Linked DNA regions of Mus musculus: regions 1 and 2 are each linked to region 3. Evidence: chromatin contacts called from public Hi-C and promoter capture Hi-C data. All regions are on one chromosome and are shown on one strand. Each heading gives the region's core, a stretch centred on a gene start, on an enhancer-like site or on the middle of the called end of the contact. The rest is flanking DNA. Distances are from core to core; before and after follow the strand shown. Region 1 holds the start of Dock11 (dedicator of cytokinesis 11). Region 2 holds the start of Lonrf3 (LON peptidase N-terminal domain and ring finger 3). Region 3 holds the start of Il13ra1 (interleukin 13 receptor, alpha 1).

The links. Promoter capture Hi-C pulls out the DNA fragments that hold promoters and counts their contacts. A called contact is a pair of places that touch in the nucleus more often than the background predicts.
Region 1: a contact with region 3 is called in a promoter capture Hi-C map of embryonic stem cells, with 6 times the contacts expected there. The contact joins the promoter of Dock11 here to the promoter of Il13ra1 in region 3. A contact is called at or near these places in 16 of 39 promoter capture datasets (the 3T3-L1 cell line, 3T3-L1-derived adipocytes, the C10 cell line and 7 more), 4 of 484 Hi-C or Micro-C datasets (the HL-1 cell line and embryonic stem cells), 1 of 115 datasets of contacts at active chromatin or transcription factors (stem cell-derived neural progenitor cells) and 2 of 9 other capture datasets (adipose tissue and liver).
Region 2: a contact with region 3 is called in a Hi-C map of liver, with 2.2 times the contacts expected there. The contact joins the promoter of Lonrf3 here to the promoter of Il13ra1 in region 3. A contact is called at or near these places in 3 of 39 promoter capture datasets (embryonic stem cells, hippocampal neurons and stem cell-derived epiblast-like cells) and 2 of 484 Hi-C or Micro-C datasets (embryonic stem cells and liver).

What each region holds. Positions count from the first base shown.
Region 1 is chrX:35,887,552-35,890,251 of GRCm38.p6, forward strand. It overlaps Dock11 (dedicator of cytokinesis 11), which reads left to right and starts at 1,281. Exons shown (of 53, transcript NM_001009947.3): 1 at 1,281-1,481. The coding sequence starts at 1,380.
Region 2 is chrX:36,327,074-36,329,773 of GRCm38.p6, forward strand. Lonrf3 (LON peptidase N-terminal domain and ring finger 3) reads left to right here and starts at 1,336. Exons shown (of 11, transcript NM_028894.1): 1 at 1,336-2,326. The coding sequence starts at 1,507.
Region 3 is chrX:36,110,724-36,113,423 of GRCm38.p6, forward strand. Il13ra1 (interleukin 13 receptor, alpha 1) reads left to right here and starts at 1,385. Exons shown (of 11, transcript NM_133990.5): 1 at 1,385-1,552. The coding sequence starts at 1,471.

The DNA.
Region 1 (2,700 bases), core at 31-2,530, 220 kb before region 3:
GAGTGAGGTCAACATGCAGGATAATGCCTGTCCCTTAGAGCCCTTCCATGTCCCAGGTCCTGGAGGAACCCTCCATCTGTGCCTTATCAGGATCAATGAGAAGGTGGCCAAATGGGCTTGCTGCTAGGAGACTTGGTCTTTTCTGGGTTCCTGGAGTCCATTCCCATGCTCTTGTTTCCATAACAAAGTCCTTGTGTAGGTGTGTGACTGTGTGCTCTTTGAAGGCCTGAGAAGTGTGGAAAGTGCCATTTGGGCACCGGTAGAAATCCTCAAAAAGGATTAGACCCCTGGTGATGGGCCATTTCAAACTTAAAACAAAACAAAAAAAAATGAAGTGGGGCCTTTCATTTCAGAATTAAGGCCTTGTTTGTGTCTAAGCATGCATGCTTTACACCTAGTCAGATGTTCTGGGGAAATTAAGGAAAGGGTGAGATGGTTGCAGAGCACAGGTAAAAGCTAGAGGATTGATAGGTCCTCCAAAAGCCTTCCCAGTGAGCACTAGGGCCACTCCTTCTGGAATCACTGCAGAACCACACAATTCATCAAAGGCTCTGGGGTCTCTCACCACCCAGCTATCCCTGCCTGGGTAAGACTCACTTCTAGAAGCCTGTCCCCTGGTTGCCCTATGAAGTGGATGCCTGGGTGGGGAAATGAAGGGGGTTGGGTACAGACCCAGACAAGTCTTTCCTGCAGCAAACCCGCTCTTCCTTCCTTTGACATAGGGCAGACCCAACCAGGCTGAGTACACAATAGGAGCATGCTGCTTCCATGTTGTTTCCCAGCCTCTAGCCGCCTGGGACCCAGGGGCTTGCAGGTTGGGGGCAAGTGAGATTTTTCCCACCGCCTCACTGCTCCTGAAGTCTTAAGGGAGGCAGAGGTCTCTGGAGGCCCCAGCACACCCTAGTCTTGGAGACATTTCATCACCCACCTCTGACCCCCTCCCGCGCCATACACTCGGAAAAAGAAGCAGCCTCATCTCGCCTCCCGGATGCGGCTGCACCAGCAACATCAGCTGCGGGCGGAGCCCGGGTGCTTGCCACTTCCCCCTCTTCCCGCGTGACCCTCGCCCCCACCTCCAGCACTCCCTCCCCCTCCAGGAGACACACCCTCCTTCTTAGGCCACTCAGGTCGGGGCCCTTGGTGAGAGGGAGCAGCCGCCGCCGCCCGGCAGGACCCAGAGCCTGCAAAAGCTAGAGCAAAAAGGAGGGAAAGAGGGAGGAGCGGCGCGCGGGAGGAGGAGCCGCGGGAGCTGGGCGCGGGGCGGCGAGCTGAGATGTGGCCGGCCCGTCGGCGTGTAAACACAGGCAGCAGCAGCAGCAGCGGCCGCCCGGGCCCGGGGCACTGAGCGCTCCCGCCGAGACCTGCCCGCCACCTCTGCCATGGCCGAAGTGCGCAAATTCACCAAGCGGCTGAGCAAGCCAGGCACGGCAGCCGAGCTCCGCCAGAGCGTGTCGGAGGCCGTGCGGGGCTCCGTGGTGCTGGTGAGTGGTCGAGCGACGGGGAGTCCCGGGGGGGGGGGGGTTCGCTCACACCGGGAGCAGCGCGGTGGCTTCCCGCGCGCGCGCTGGAGACCACGGGCAGGATGGGCGCAGCTGCGGTCGAGCGCTAGGAGCTCTCTTTTTCCTCTGTTCTACTTAAGTTTTCGCTCTGGCAACCGGCTGCCTGGGGGTGGGAGTCTCAGGCGCCACGGGACAGCGCTCTGGCTACCCCACCAGCTTGCGCTGGGCTGGAAGCTGAATGGCACAGCGGGTTTCACAGAGCTGCGGCCGGAGAGTGGGTCTCCACCCCAGCGGGGGCGGCTGAAAGCTTCAGATCGCACCTCCCGCTCCCCCGGACCCCCGCACAAAGAGCTGGAGATTAGGGCACGAGGAGATCCGGATCCCTTTAAGAGGGCACCTGGGGCAGCCTAGGCGGAAGGATGCGATGAGCACAGATATACTTGAGTGCGGATACACATCGGGTACACGCGCGCACACACACACACTCACTTACACACACAAAAAACCCCACCCAAAAGCCCAGGGCGCCCAAGCTCTGGCGGGCGATGTGGACAGAGGAAGCATAGCGACTTCCTCCTGCTACTGGGGAGAGGGAGGGTGGTGATGGGTGTTGAGGGGTACTGCCAACTAAGACAGAGGGAGAGGATTGGAAACAACGGGGGTGGGTCTGCGCCTGAGTGGGTTTTGAGTCTGTATCCTCTGGGAGAGGATGGTTCTTAAGACTTGTGAGCGATTGGAGGCAAGAGGATGTGGGAAGGACTGGATGTTGCTGTGTAAGGATGAAGACCCTAGAACCAGACGCCTACGTAGACTATTGGGGATGTCTTGGCGGCGGGTAGAGCTGGGGGATGGGGATTGGAGAGTGTTCTGACACCCCCCTCGGGGAACCACCCCTCCCCCGCACGCCAGCGCACCCTCATCAGTCCTGTTCAGATGGTCTAAATCTGGAGGGAAGCCTTGGATGGTAAGGGGCACTTGCTCCTTTGCTTTTAAAGGCTCCCATTGCCAATTTTTTGGACTAGGGACCAAACCTTAAATAAGCAGTGGGACTAAATCATTAGCGTGCTTTTTTGTTACTTTGTTTTGCAGGAGATTTGCTGGCTTTTGTCTCTTTCCACTCCTATATTATTTCATGTCATTCGCTGTGTTTAAATCTCCGCACTTAAGAGAGAGCTTTTTGTTAGCACAACTTATCCTGGGA
Region 2 (2,700 bases), core at 86-2,585, 220 kb after region 3:
GACACTCAGCTTGGAATCTTAATTTGAGCACTCTCCAGGACCTGTAGGCGCGGGAGGGAGGAGGAAGACAATTGAGAGCAAGCCTGACTGAACTCAGCCTTCCTTCTTGAAGCAGTCTATCCTGAAGTGGGGTACTCCAGAACCCTGCCGGTTCATTTTGTTCATGGCTCTTGTCTGAAATGCAAAGGCCAGCAGTAAACAAATCCTTGTGTAGTTTGTGAGCAGTCTGGCATTTTTTTAAGGGGTGCCTGGTTGGGAATTTCCCGCCCCACTCCTCAGCCCAAGCCAGGCACTACAACTTGTGTTCAACCTAGCGCAAGGGCACAAACCCTAAGGTTAGGCACGGCCTGCCAGAAGTCAGCTTCTGTGAACCTGGAGGCTGTTTAGCAGCTGGGCTGTGACTGAATTCTCTGATTTTTTTTTCTGGATTTGCTGTCTTGGGCTTGTATCTTCCCTCTGCTTCCCTCACGCTCCCCCCCCGCCCCCCCCCCCGAGTTTACAGCGAACTCAGCAAACTCAGCTCTCAAGGTGGTGCCCATCTGGTCTCTGGGTCCTGGAGCCAGTGAATCTCCAGGGGGGTGCCCGCTCCAGCACTGGTCCCTGAGTTGGGGGTGGGAGGGAAGAGGAGGAGAACCGGAGGGCGCCTCCCTGGGGTCCCAATGAGCAATCTAATATAGGATTATAAGATGTGCGTTCTTCCCTTGCTGCCCAGCACGGACTGCCTAACTTGTTTTATCCGCTGGACCATTTGCTCATGATTCGCTGTCTTGGTAAGAAACAAAGAACTCTCCTAAAACTGCACTAAGTCTCTTTTGGGGGAATCCCTCAGGAAACCCAGGAGCTTCAGCAGGGGCACTTAACGCTCTTCTAGGGAACAAATGAGGACTTCTTGGGTGTCCCTAGGTGCCTTTGCAGACATCAGCCATCGCCCCCTGGAGGGGAGCCTGGCATTCCAGCAACTTCTGTGACTGGAGCCGATAGGGACCGGCCTCTCTCGGGCGGGGGGACTCCAACAAGCGGCTGGCAGAGCGGACCTGTTTGCAGACTACTTTTGAGGTGGGATGGCAAAGAGTTTAGAGCTGGAAAAGCGTGGAAGAAGAGGTTGTGTACCTCTCCCCAGTCCAGAAAGGACCCAAAATCACAAGTGAGAAAGAAAGAGTAAATGCAAACAACCTCAAAAAACAAGCCAAGAAAAGCCAAGCCAAAAGAAGCAAGCGCAAAGCTGTTACAAAACTGTCTGGTTTTGTAACAATTTCCCCGCTGCCGGCCAATGAGCAGCGTGGTAGGAGTCACGTGGTTGCGTTTTATATAACGCTTCGCTGAGACAAGACAGTTATTAGGCAGCGCGGGGCAGCCGGCATGGAGCTCGGGAGGCGAGGCAGACTCGCGCGCGCGGCGATCCCGCCTTCTCGCTCGCGCAGCCCGCTCCCAGCCGCCGCTCTTTCCTGCTAGTTCCCTGTTCCTAGACGCCTCTCCTCACTCCAACCTCCGCAGTTCCTTCTCTCAATGGATTCCCTTCAGACCGCACAGATGGTGAGCTTGTCCGCCGAGCTCGGCAGCAACAACTTGGAGCTGGCGGAGCCGGAGGAGCCGGGGACATCAGCGGCCGCAGGGCAGTCAGCCGCCCACCCGGAGGAGGTGACACCCGAGGGCTCCCAAGCTCTCGGGGCTCAAGAGCCCGAGCAAAGCCTGCCTCTGGCGGTCCCGACACCGCTGGAGTGCAAAGTCCTGCTCACGCAGGCGGATGCCTTGGCATCTGAGGGGCACCTTCGGGAAGCCCTCGAGGTGTACCGACAGCTCTCCGAGAGGCAGCAGCTCGTAGCGGAGCAGCTGGAGCAGCTAGTGCGCTGCTTGGCCGACAGTGTCCCGCAAGAGGAGCTGGCCTCCGACTCGAGCGGCACTTCGAGCTGCTGCGCCGCGGCGCTGAAAGAGGCAGGGGAGGCCGCGGCCGTGGCCCCCGAGGTATGGGATGGCTTTAAGTGCAAGAAGTGTCACGGGTTTCTCTCAGACCCGGTGTCCCTGTGGTGCGGCCACACCTTTTGTAAACTGTGCCTGGAGCGCGGGCGAGCCGCCGATCGGCGCTGCGCTCTGTGCGGGGTCAAGCTCTCCGCTCTGATGGCGGCCAGTGGGAGGGCACGCGGGCCGCGGCGCGCGGGGCAGCCGGCGCCCCTGCAACTGCGAGTTAACGTGGTACTCAGCGGCCTCCTGGGCAAGTTGTTCCCGGGCCCCGCGCGGGCGTCGCAACTCCGGCACGAGGGCAACCGGCTGTTCCGCGAGCACCAGGTGGAGGCAGCTCTGCTCAAGTACAACGAGGCTGTTCGTCTAGGTGAGTCCCCCCCACCCCCCATGCGCCGCCACAGGGGCCGTGCGGGCTTGCTCGCCACGCGAGGGGGGCGGGGGAGCGATCCCTGCTGGGAGGCGGGGGCGGGGGGACGGACCGGACTGATTTGGTTTCGCGCGCGCGCGCGCGCGCGCGGGCTGGGGGGTGGGGTGGCGAGGGAAGAGCCCGTGGCCCACGAGGAGGAGGGAGGGGGCATTGCAAGGAGTTTGTCTTCCCTACTTTAGCTTTTTTTTAAAAGCTGTGTCTCAGTCTTCTGATTGGTCCTATAGCTTTTTTTTTCTTTTCTCGTGCTCTTTCCCTCTCTCCTGCTTGCTTTCCTGCTCCTATACCTCCTGGTTCCAGTTTCTTAGTTTATCCCG
Region 3 (2,700 bases), core at 135-2,634:
CAGCAAAATCTTGCTAGTGTATTATTATTGTGATTTTTATAAAAAGAAAATGGAGATAGGTTAGCCAGAGTCAGAGAAAGAGATGTATTTTGACCATGGAAACAGAGGATTTAGTGGTACAGCAACAAACCAAGGAATGTGGGCAGTGTCTCACAGCTGGAAAAGTTCAAGCAAGGGCTTATGTTCTAGAATCTCCATGACAAAAAGTAGCTCTCCCTACACTTGGGTTTCGCCTAATGAGACTTCTGATATCCAGAAATGTATTAGAATGGAGCTTTTTAAGTCACCCAGATTGGGGCGATTTCCACAGCAGCAGTACAAAACCCCCAAAGCTGCTCAGTTCCTCTCCTTTCCTAATCTCAGAAATGCTCATCAGCACCCAGCTTCATGGCTCCAAGGTGCAGCCTTTCAACATCTTCGATACCTTCTCCTTACATAGTCTTCACAGTTTTTCATTATGCTTATGTAGGTGTGCATGCATGTGCACACACATGCCATGGTGCCCACGTGGAGGTCAGAGGGCAACTTGCAGGGCTCAGTTTTCTTCTTCCTCCATCTTTACTCACTAAGCTTTACAACCTCTCAATCTCTGCCCTCTCCCCCCTCCCGCCCTCCCCCCCCCACCTCTCCTGTAATTGGTGACAATCCTACTTCAGTCCCAGAATTGTTAAGCACTTGTTTAATCTAGGCCACAGTGCTCAGGCATGAAACACCATACCTGTCCATAGTATGTACCTCGAAACCTAAAACTATATTAAGCTGAGTGTGTGTTTTAACAACACAGGTACACAGGATAGTGACACTATCCCTTGTTTCGGGAATGTCACTTTAAAAACCCAATTCAATTATTACCAGCTTTCAAATATACCGTTGTCCCTTCCACAAAGCAGGGTGCCACTAAAGTCCCCAATCTACACTTCCAAGTCCATCCAGAGAAATAAAGAAGGTTGGTATTACTATTCTAGGAGTCAGAACTTCGGAAACAAAGGGCTCAGAGACCTAAGGCTAGATGCCAGGTTTCCAGATTCCCAGGCCAAGGTTCTTTTCCTACATGACCCTGCCCTAGTGTGTAGCAGGGTGCAGCCTTTGGCACTCGGGACAACCACACATCCTGATCAAAGTGGGAGTGAGAAGAGGCCAGTCTTTGGAGCCCTGCCACAAAGCTCCAGGGGAAGTCGCCTTGGGTCTTCCAAAGGACTCCCAGGTAGCTGTGACAGGTGGTGGCGCGGAGGGAGGCCAGGTGTCACTCGGTGGGAGTCTCAGAGCCGCCGGCCCCGCCCAATCCCTTCCACTGCCTGCGCCCAGACGCCCCCGCGCGCTCGGGTTACCTGCGGCCGTGGGCGGGGCGGCCCTTCCCGTCTGCGCCGGCTCTGGCCTCCAGCGCGCGGCGGCCGGGAAGTGGGAGCAAGAACAGAGGAGGCGGAGACTGCCGCGGCTCCAGCCGGGCCACGCTCCGAGGCGAGGGGCTGCATGGCGCGGCCAGCGCTGCTGGGCGAGCTGTTGGTGCTGCTACTGTGGACCGCCACCGTGGGCCAAGTTGCCGCGGCCACAGGTGAGTGTGGTCCCCGGCTGGTGACAGCCACCAGGGGGTTGGGGGTGGTGGTGGTGTGTGAGAAGGACGAGGCTTGGCAGGGACTTGGGCCGGCGGGGCGCCAGGAGTTCGATCGCCTTGGTCAGGGTGCGCGCACTGAGGTGGTCGGCCCTTCGATGTCCCGTGCTAAGTCGCCAGCCTTTGCCTTTCATGCTGAGTCTCCGTGATCCTGTTGGATTTGAGGGACCTGGGTGCGGGGGGGATTTCCCAGGCTCTGTGGCAGGGAGAGGGGGAGCCAGACCCGGCGACTGGCCATCTCACTTCCCTTGAGCACTAGGGAAGAGCCAAGAAGGCTGGCGTCTAGAGGAAGGGGACTGAAGGGAACAGATTTTTGCTCAAATGACTCTTACAAAGTGGCTTTGCCTTTGAAGGGATGAGGAACCTTGGGATGGCGACTAAGTCCTGGTGAGCTGGAACTTCCTGAGGGCTCCTTGCCCTGAGCCTCTTAGATGCTCAGTTTGGAAGTGTGGCTTTTAGCAGTGGAAGTTAAAGGGAGTCTAAAGATGGATCTTAGTCCTAGTAGCAAAAGGACACAAGAGGTCAAGGCTTCCTCTGGCATTAAGAAATCTGCTGAGAACGCCTGTCCAGCATCCGGACAGACCTCTTCCAACTTTAATAAACAGTATTTCGTGGAAGATAATCTTAAATTTACAGAAAAGTTGTACATTGTTTAGGAAGTTGCACCATTGCCTTAATGTTTGTGAACAATTTTTAACTAATGAACTTGGCAGTTGCTGTGAAAATCGAAGGTGAATGATTTCCTCATGGACTAGGCTTGGCAAGCGTGGCAATCGGGGCCTTTTAAAATAGGTTTTATTCTCTCTCTCTCTCTCTCTCTCTCTCTCTCTCCAACACACACACACACACACACACACACACACACACAGAGTTGCTAACGAATGTTTACCAAGTGTGCTGTGTTTTGAAACGAAAGCTGAAATGTTAATTAGGAAATCCCCATGCTCTGTCAACAAAATATATGTAGTATCTATGACAGGCGGTGTTTCTAGGGGCTGAGGATGTAATAGTGAGAAAAATGGACCAAGTCCTGGAGTCACGAAGCTAGTTACATGTACTCTTGGCAAAGGGTGTGTGTTTCTGTGTTAAGG